Linked DNA regions of Mus musculus: region 2 is linked to region 1. The links are chromatin contacts, called in public promoter capture Hi-C maps. All regions are on one chromosome and are shown on one strand. The core of a region is the stretch at or near the end of the contact, and the rest is flanking DNA. Distances in the headings are between cores, read along the strand shown. Region 1 holds the start of Csdc2 (cold shock domain containing C2, RNA binding). Region 2 holds the start of Tnfrsf13c (tumor necrosis factor receptor superfamily, member 13c).

Region 1 (4,563 bases), core at 856-3,355:
ACACAAATGAGCGGATCTGTCACATGCATAAAAATGGTCAAAGCACCAGGTGGTGGCAGCACAAACCTTCATTCCCACCACTCAGAAGACAGAAGCAGGCAGATCTCTGTGAGTTCGAGGCCAGCCTGGTCTACAGATTGAGTTCCATCTGAACTATTCTCATTAGGGTTTTTCCCTTACTTGTTTTACCGTTCTTCTCTATACCTTTACCTTCATTCCAGTGGATGTCTTTCCAAGTTTTGTTTTTTTTTTTAATGATTTTTGTTTATGTGTATCATGTCTGTGTGTCTGTGTGAGAACGTGCCACATATGTGCAGGTGAGTTGGAACCCTCTCGAGCTGGAGTGGCAGGCAGTTAGGACTTGCCATACGTGGGAGCTGGGACCCATGCAGGCTCCCCAGAAAAGCAGCGTAACTACTGCGCACTGGTTTGTTTGATTTGTTTTGTTTTTAGGACACTGGGGTCTTCTCATAGAGTCTAGGCTGACCTCAAATTCACAGCAATCTTTGGCCTCTTCGGTGCTGGGATCACAGGTCTACCCCCATCATGTCTAATTTTCTTTCTAATTGTTGAAAATTGCCTACTTATATTTATTTCATGTTTCACTGGTGTGTTGCCTGAATTTATATCTGTGTGAGAGTGCTAGATTCCCTGGAACTGGAGTTACAGACAGTTGGGGGGTCGCCATGTGGGTGCTAGGAATTGAACCTGGGCCCTCTGGAAGAGCAGCCAGTGCTCTTAATCATTGAGTCATCTCTCCAGCTCCTGTCATGTCTGTTTTCCTGTTTGTTTGTTTGTTTGTTTGTTGAGACACTGCCTCTCTAGGTAGCCAGGTAGACTCAAACTTGAAATCTATTTGTTTCATCCTCTTGAGGGCTGGGACCTATAGGTCTGTGCCAGCACAAAGGGCACCTCCTCATGACTCAGTAGTACTAAAGTGACACCTGGGGAAGATGTCTCTCTAAGATGAGGTTGAGGAGGGACAGGGGGGTGGCAGAGAAGCCCTTTGAAGAGGTTTCCTGGAGCCTGGCCCTGAGCTCATAGACGGTTGAGCCTTACCTGTCCTCTTGGGGAGCACTGTCCTCTTGGGGAGCACTGTCCTCTTGGGGAGCACTGTCCTCTTGGGGAGCACTGGGGTCCTAGGGATTTGCCTGAGGTCTTTTTTGTTTTGTTTTGTTTTTGTTTTTCCGAGACAGGGTTTCTCTGTGTAGCCCTGGCTGTCCTGGAACTCACTCTGTAGACCAGGCTGGCCTCGAACTCAGAAATCTGCCTGCCTCTGCCTCCTAGTGCTGGGATTAAAGGCATGTGTCACCACTGCCCGGCTTTTTGGGGGGCGGGAGTGTGCTGAGGTCTTACTGTCTGAAGAGACCTAAACTGCTTGGACTGAATCTGCTGAGTCAGTCCTTACTTCTAAAAGCCTCCTAAACCACAAGTACACACAGACACACAGACACACAGACACCACTGCCCCCTGTATATGTGTGTGCGAGTGTGTGTGTGTGTGTGTGTGTGTGTGTGTGTGTGTGTGTAAGAAAGAAACATACACAGAAAGACACTCATTATTCTTTTATAGTTCTCTTCCCCTGGATTCCACAGCCCCTCCCAAAGACCTAATGTGTGCCAAAGAGATTTGAGCACATTCTTCAAATGGAGATCTCAGATGATCTGAGGGGACAGAGCTCAGCACAGCTGCAGACTGCAGAGGGAATGGAATGTCTGGGAGTCCCTAGGAACCTGGCTTGTTCCCAGAGGGTCTCCTCTGTTCTCTGGCCTCCTTTCTCCAGAATACATCCTCCCACCCTGCAGGCCCTCCCGTTGACCATAAACACTCCCTGGCACCCCGCTCACCAAGAATGCACACTGTCTCTAGCTCTTCCTGCCTCTTACTCCCCAGCAGCTACCCTGACCTGGTAGAGCAAATTATACCTTGGCCCAGCAATAAAAGCCACTTTCCAAAACAAGAAGCAGTAACGCTCAAAGTGACGCAGCTTAGCCACTCACCCAGCACTTGGCCTGGCTCACAAGGTGGTGTCTGGGCCAGAGAAGAGATGGCTTAGTGTCCCTTTAAGCTAGGAGTACAAATTCCCATCCCAGTCCCTCCCTCCAGCACATCCTGACGTCAGCAGGAGGGCGTGTGTGAGTGAGTGAGTGAGTGAGTGAGGGGCCCGAGGTGCCTCCTGCACACCACACACACACACACACACACACACACACACACACGCCACGGAGAGTGCATTATCCAGACGTGACCCCTGCGAGCCAGCTCCACAGTCCAGAGAGATCGGGTGCTGCCCACTACAGGAGACAGTGCCTGGACCCAGCTGCCACGGCGAGGTAAGGGACCTGAAGGAAGCCGGTGATGGAAACTGTGGCAGAGGCAGGGGCCGAGGGCTGATGGTACCAAGAAAGGATGTGTGGATTGAGGTTGGAAAGGTCGCAGCGCTACATCAGCCAGCCCAGCTCTGCTTAGAGGATGCGGGGGGAGATGTAGAGCCCACCGCCCTTCCCTTCTCTCTCCTTGACCCTCCAGAAGAGCTGAGGCGGAGTGGCTCCCGCGCATCTGAATGTGTGTGAATGTCTGTGTCTGGGACTCGCGTCTGGGTTGAGATGCAGGTAACAGCAGCTACCTGCCAAGCCGCAGCCTCCGGTCTGGGAACTAGGTGAGGGAAAGCCGGGACTCCTTCCAGACCCTAAAAGGCCAGTCCGGAGCACCGCTGGATTTTGTCCCTGGAATCTGTTTTGAGGCCAGAGCAGAGGGGAGGAACCGCCTGGGGCAGGCAGAGGGACCCAGAGCAGCTGTCTTCCCTCACTCTATTTTTCCCTAGTGTGGCAGAGATAATTGTGTCAACTGGCTGGAGGGATGGCTCTGTGTTATTTTTGCCTTTATGCCACCCCACTGGGTCTTTGCTCTCCCCCGCATGCTGGGCTAGCTCTGACCTCCTCCTCTGCTTAGGTGCAACCCACTGTAGGACAGGGGGTGATAGACCAGCTGCTGGACACCCCTTGCTTGCTGTAGGATGCAAGGACTCAGGTTGGCCTTGGCTGGCATCAAGCCCCTAAGTGGTCTGACCCTGGCACAAGGAGACTGAATGGAGATAAGGGACCATGCTGGCACCCACAAGGAGACAGCAGGTTCCTGCCAGGCTGCCAGGCTGCCAGGCTGCAGGCGCTTCCCAGGGAGGAGGGAGAGCGGGACTGAGAACAATAATAAATCCAGAGTGTGAACTGCTGCATCCGCTGGGGCTGGGGGAGGGGAGAAGGAAGTGTGCCTGGTAGGAGGTGGGCACCCTCTTCTCCGACAGCCTGGCACTGGCTCGCTTAGATGCCATCCAGTCAGGGCCTTTCCCTGGGAAGGATGGGAGTGAGGAGGTGGGGATGGAGGGTGGGAGTGGGGGTTGGGGGGAGCTCTTTCCCAAATTCAACTCCATCCCAGAGGTCTCTGGACATGAATGCCCAGGTTCTGGGTGTCTCCTCCCGTCCTTACCCCACACTGCATTTTCCCAAAACATCTATTTGCCTATCCTTGTCTCTCCAGCCCCACCTTGACAAAACTAGTGCAAACAGAAGCTAGTGGCGAAGGGTCCCAGGAGGACACGCCAAGTTGTCCCAGGCCTAGAGAAAGATGGCTGGACAAGGTTGGAAGATGCTTATTGGCTAGGGAGGGGGCTCCCTAGTGGCCCTCAAGGACCCACAGGGATGGATAAATGGGGGAGTAAGGATATTTGCCAGCCCATCCAAAGGCAGAGTGGCCCCCCACCGCCCCACATCCTATGTTCCCCCTCCTTGTGCAGGTGATGCCCAGCAGAGGGTGCTCTTGGACTAATTGAGCCAATCACAATCACCAGGCACAAGCCTGGTGTCCAGAACCCAGGGCCTTGTGCATAGGCAGCTTGGGGGAAATGCACAGCAAGGTGAGGGAGTGAAATCCAGGGTGTGGCCAGCACACATCCCCCTGCCTCAGATATGATAGTCACCAGGCAGAAGGTGACTTAACACCCTGGGAAGCCCAGGGACTCTGAGACCACACTGAACCTTGCCACTCGGCCACTGTGTGACTTTGGCCAGTATGATCCTCTCTCCAGAGGACCCAGAAGGGGAAGGTGGCTTGTTTAAGCTCACAGGGTCAGGGAGAGGTGGAGCTTGTCTAGGACCTGGGGACCCGGGGTCTTCTGGCTTTCCCTTCCCCCACTAATGCCAGGAAAGCCCAGAGGCCTTAATAACCAGAGCCTCAGGGCTGCCTGGGCTTGTGAGCAGGAGAGTAAAGAGCCACTTAAATAATTAATCTTTAGTATTGGCTGGGACAGCCCCCCCACACACACACACATACACACACACACACACACACACACACACACACACACACTGGAGGGAAAGGAATCAGCTTTAATTAGGTCACCTCCAGCTGCAGGGGCAGCTGATGTATATTCTAAGGCGTGTCTGGGAACCTGGGGAGGGAGGAAGCAGGCAGGTGCCACTTCTGTCTGGTGGTCCTAAGGTTGTCACCTCCTCAGGACTCAGCATCGACAAGCCCGAGACATTCAGCTCTTCCACACCACCTTCCTT
Region 2 (4,563 bases), core at 668-3,167, 290 kb after region 1:
GCCACCCGCAGTGCATTCTGGGAATCAAACTCTCATCCTCTGGAATCACAGTAAGCGCTGTTGACCATGAATTTCTCCAGCCGCTAATTTTGACATTTTTAAGTGTGCATGCATGCATATGTGTGTGTGTGTGTGTGTGTGTGTGTGTGTGTGTGTGTGTGTGCTCTAGAGCAAATGAGTGCTGGTGCCTTTGGAGGCAAGGATGTTCCAGGGGCTGGAGTGACAGGTGGTCTTAAGCTGCCAGATCTGAGTTCCGGGAAGCTGAACAACTGGAGTCCTCGGCTAGAACAGCACACAAACCGAACTGCTGAGCCATACCTCCAGCCCAGTAATCCAAAATTTTTAGAACGAGATTAAGTTTCCAGTCTCCGACTCACTACAGAGATTAAATATGCAACCCTCAAGTCTATCCAACCATCTGAAGGCACACAGGCTTAAAAACCATCTCAGAAATGGAACGTTCTCAAGTCAAGAGCTAACACAAAAGCAATCTCATGTGGCCTGTAGTGTCTGGTTCTGCCGGGTTCGCCCCCCAGGCAAAGGACTCCGTCACTGAAGGGCCAAGTTCTTTCCCAAGCTGTTGGGTGAAGTCCACAAGCCCAGTAGAGATCCCTGGGTTCCAGCCTCCACTGCTGCTATTGCTCTGGGCCAGCTGTCTTGGTGGTCACCAGCTCGGTGGAGCCCAGTTCTGTGGCGGGCACCGGGACGCTGTGGCGTGGCAGGGCGCTGTCTGCATCTTCTTTGAGCGGAGGCCAGGTAGGAGCTGAGGCATGAGGGGTTTCTGAGGAGGGTACAAAGACATTTTCCAGGGACTCTGGGGTGGGAGAGGGAGCAGGTAAGATAAGGCAGGAAGGACGGAATCACAGCCCCCCCCCCCCACGCCCGTTCTAGAAGCCTCCTCTGGGACGGCCCTAGGAGGAGGACGGGGAACAGCACGTGACAGGTCTTCAACACAGGAAGTGCTGAGTTCAGAGACTTGATAAGATGAGGTGAGGGAGAGGGGTGTCTGGTCAGCCCACAGGGCATAACCTAGCATCAGGCCCTTGGGCTCCCAAATGTCAGGGCAGACACCTCCGTCCCAAACATCTCTTTTTGGCCTCTGGGTCTTCTTGCTTGGATTAAGGCTTGGGCTGTACTGTCCTCCCTGCTTTATGACAGCATCAGAGTCAACTCCAGGTCTCCCTCAGTCCTGTGTCGTCCCCCCCCCAACCCCCCCAACCCCCCCCCCAACCTCCCCTAGCCCCGGCAGTTCTCACCTTGCTGGACTCCTTCTGAAGTGTCTGGGGAGGCCGTCCTGAGCTGTTGACGCCACCTCCAGCTCACCAGACTCACTAGACCCACCAGGGTCAGCGCCAGTATCAGTCCCAGGAGTGCGGGGGCACCGACGAGCAGCGCCACGTCGGGTCTCAGCGCGGAGCCCTCCTGAGGCTGCAGAGCTGTCCCAGGCTCCAGGCTGCTTGCTGTTGGCAGAGCGGATAAGGGGATGTGGGGATGAGGGGGATAAAGGGATGGGGGAGGGGGAGACGGAGAGGGACGGGGGAGGGGGAGGGGGAGGAGGAGGGAAAGAGAGATGGGGAGGGGGGAGGGAGAGACTAACAGTGAGGGATGTGGGAGACCATTGGCTCCAGGGTCAGCAGAGGAGCATGCGGCGCTGGTAGGCTGGATACCTCAGGCAGGTCGCGCCTATCCCCATGCCTTTGCTTACTATGTCCAGTGTCCGGCGTGTGGAAGAGCTCACAGGACACGCAGTTTCTCACCAGAGGGTCGAAGCACTCGGTCTGATTGCACTGGGTGGGCACCGAGCTGTCCCGGCTCCTCTGGCTTCGGACCCGGAGTCTCCTGGCGCCCATGTCGCCGCCTCATGCAGCTGGGACAGTTCCGAGTCTGGGCTGTGTGCCCTGTAGTCTAGAATGAAACCGCGACGCAGCATCCTCCGCCCCGCCCTTGCCTGCTGGGGTGGGACCACTGGGGTGGAGCTGCGACCTCGCCTGGAACCCCAGACCTCTTTCACCTGTGGTTCCTGCATTAAACCACTCAACTGTCACCGCAGACGACAGACAGCTGAGCATCATCTGCGCTGGGGGTCACACTGGAGCCTGCTCTTGGACAGCAGAGGGACCCTGTAGCCGCCTACCTTTTCCAGCCCCCTGCTGCTGTGCCTCACCAAGACCAATTGTTTCCACTAACCATCTGCCTCCAAGTCCCTCCTGCTTCCTGCTCTGCCCTTCCCAGGGTTGAGACATCAGATCATCTTGAGTGGCCCATGGGAATGCCCACAGGGGTGCTGGAGGGACACCGATAAATAAAAGACTTCCTAATCTCACTGCCCTCTCTAATCTTCCATATCCATGCCCTCTGCCCTGCCCTACCTCCTGGGCAGAGTCCCCTTTGAGAGTAATGGGGACAGATTGCCAGTCATCCTGGACTCCACGGGAGTGGGTAGGCACGGGGTCTGGCCTGAGGTCCACCAGTGCCAGTCAGCACCAACCATAACAGGAAGGTTCGATTGAGAAAATGACATGGTGTTGGTAGAGAGGTAAAGACTAGTGGCCAGTGTAGGGTAGAACGTGAGCAAAAGCCCGGTGCCTTAAATGGGGAGGCTAAGTTGTGCTCAGACCTGTGGGGCAGGCTGGACCAGCAGAAAACTTGGACTCTGGTCGCAGGGTGCTGGAGAGCCACACTAGCTTTCAGCAAGCAGAGCCCTGGGAAGACCTGAGGATTAGCAAGGGACCTCCCTGTCCCTGCAGGTCCTTTCTTAGATCATAAGCTTGTTCACATCTGTGCCTGTTGTATCAGGCTCTGCCCCCCCCCCCCCAAACCTCCATGTTCTCTCCCACTTGTCTCTCTCATCAGCGTCTCTCAGACCCAGCCCCAGTCACAGTCACACAAACAAGCTCTCTGGGGGTCTTGGGATATGTGCAGCCCCCTCCCCAGGGGTCATGGCCTGGGAAATGCCAGAGGGAGCTGCCAGCTAGGAGCTGGGGCCTGGAGTTCCCTGGTGGGCCTCAAGGTGGGCCATATAGACCTCTGAGCCCTCAGGGCTAGGGGCTTAGAGATATCTTTAGCAGCTGCAAGGGGCAGGGAAACATGCCCTCCAGGCCACACATACTGGAAACCAACCAACGTGGCCACTGCTTGAGGAGTGCTGAGAGAAAGGTGAGAGCGGCGTTGCTAGGGATAGATGGATGGGGTCCAGCTGGAGTGGAGGCCTGGTGGTGAGGAGACCTCTTGTGTTTTGAGTGTGTGTCTCTCTCTGCCTTGTGCTTTAGTGGGATGTCAGATGGAGACTGGATGGAGAGGCAAGGAGGCTGGTGCTTTAGTCCAGTTCTGGGGATGATGCAGGACTGACCACGGAGTGAGGGGATCAAAGTTGTTAAGAGGAGATGGAGACGCTGAGTGAGGACCACCACAGAAATGGGCTTCTAGGGGTTCTGGCCCATTGCCTGTCCACCCCCTTGCCTATGGACCAGCAACTCCACAGCAGGAAGGTGTAGGCGTCAGCGTAGCTGCAAAGGAGAAGTGGGTCTGGGAGGGTGGGTGTGGGTGTGAGTGTGGGTGTATGGGGATGTGGGGGGAGGGAAAGGGTATGGAGAGGAGCCAGGGCAGGGACAGCCCTTCTCATAGGACAGAGGCATGAAGGTAAAGACCAGACACTTTGCAGCAACCTTCTGCCCTCACCCACCTCTATCACTACTGGGCCGCTGTTACTTATCACTGTTAGGGCCATGGAGCCTTGCTTATGTGCCAGGCATCCTAGCTTTGGTGTCCGACACTGGAGCTGAGCAGACTGAGGCTTACAGGAATTCAGGGCTAGGATAATGCACATGGACCACACCAAAGAAGCCAGCCTGCAAGCAGGACTTACTTTCCTACAGGATGAAGATCATTGGCTGCTCCAGCTCCTGCAGCAGACAGGGCTCATCTCGGGGCATCAAGCAAGAGGGCTGGAACTCCCAGTCACAATTACAAAGCCCTTCACCTCAGCCAGAGAGGGAGTTTTGACATCTGGAAGGACAGAAGCAAAATTAGTCACTTGACACAAATATTTGTCTGTCAGGCATTTCCTAGGGGTCCCATTGAGACAGGTGCCAGACTAAGCCGGGGGTGGGGGTGGGGTGGGGTGTGTGCGTGTGTGTGTGTGTGTGTGTGTGTGTGTGTGTGTGTGGGGACAGGACAGCAAAAGGCCTGTGGGATTCATGTCTGTGGTGTGTCCAGGTGCCTGACCTCAGCTAGGTATTTTCACTTGAACCTCTGTCTGCAGTGGGGGTGGGGCAGAGGTTGTGGTGGTCCTTGAATCTCTGCTTGGATGGTTTCCTCTCATGGTTAAGAAGAGAGATTTGCGAGGCCAGCCTGGGTTAAACCCTGTCTTGAAACCCCCCCCCAAAGGAAGAAGAGAGATTTGGGGACTAATGCTATCAGTTGGTAGAACATTTGTCTAGCATGCACAAAGCTCTGGGTTCTGGCCCCAGCACTGCATGCGCTAGGAACCTAGGGAGGTGGGGGGGGGGGGCAGAAGTTCAAGGCTATCCTTTGGCGGCATAAGGGGCTTGAGGAGTCCATCCT

The links. Promoter capture Hi-C pulls out the DNA fragments that hold promoters and counts their contacts.
Region 2: a contact with region 1 is called in a promoter capture Hi-C map of the SN4741 cell line, with 4 times the contacts expected there. The contact joins the promoter of Tnfrsf13c here to the promoter of Csdc2 in region 1. A contact is called at or near these places in 21 of 39 promoter capture datasets (the 3T3-L1 cell line, 3T3-L1-derived adipocytes, the C10 cell line and 11 more), 1 of 15 datasets of contacts at CTCF or cohesin (large pre-B cells), 30 of 484 Hi-C or Micro-C datasets (B cells, the Ba/F3 cell line, the C2C12 cell line and 12 more), 1 of 115 datasets of contacts at active chromatin or transcription factors (large pre-B cells) and 1 of 9 other capture datasets (embryonic stem cells).

The regions. Positions count from the first base shown.
Region 1 is chr15:81,934,654-81,939,216 of GRCm38.p6, forward strand. Csdc2 (cold shock domain containing C2, RNA binding) reads left to right here and starts at 2,106. Exons shown (of 4, transcript NM_145473.3): 1 at 2,106-2,334.
Region 2 is chr15:82,222,463-82,227,025 of GRCm38.p6, forward strand. It overlaps Tnfrsf13c (tumor necrosis factor receptor superfamily, member 13c), which reads right to left and starts at 1,918. Exons shown (of 3, transcript NM_028075.3): 1 at 1,706-1,918; 2 at 1,257-1,460; 3 at 1-814. The coding sequence starts at 1,850. The coding sequence ends at 636.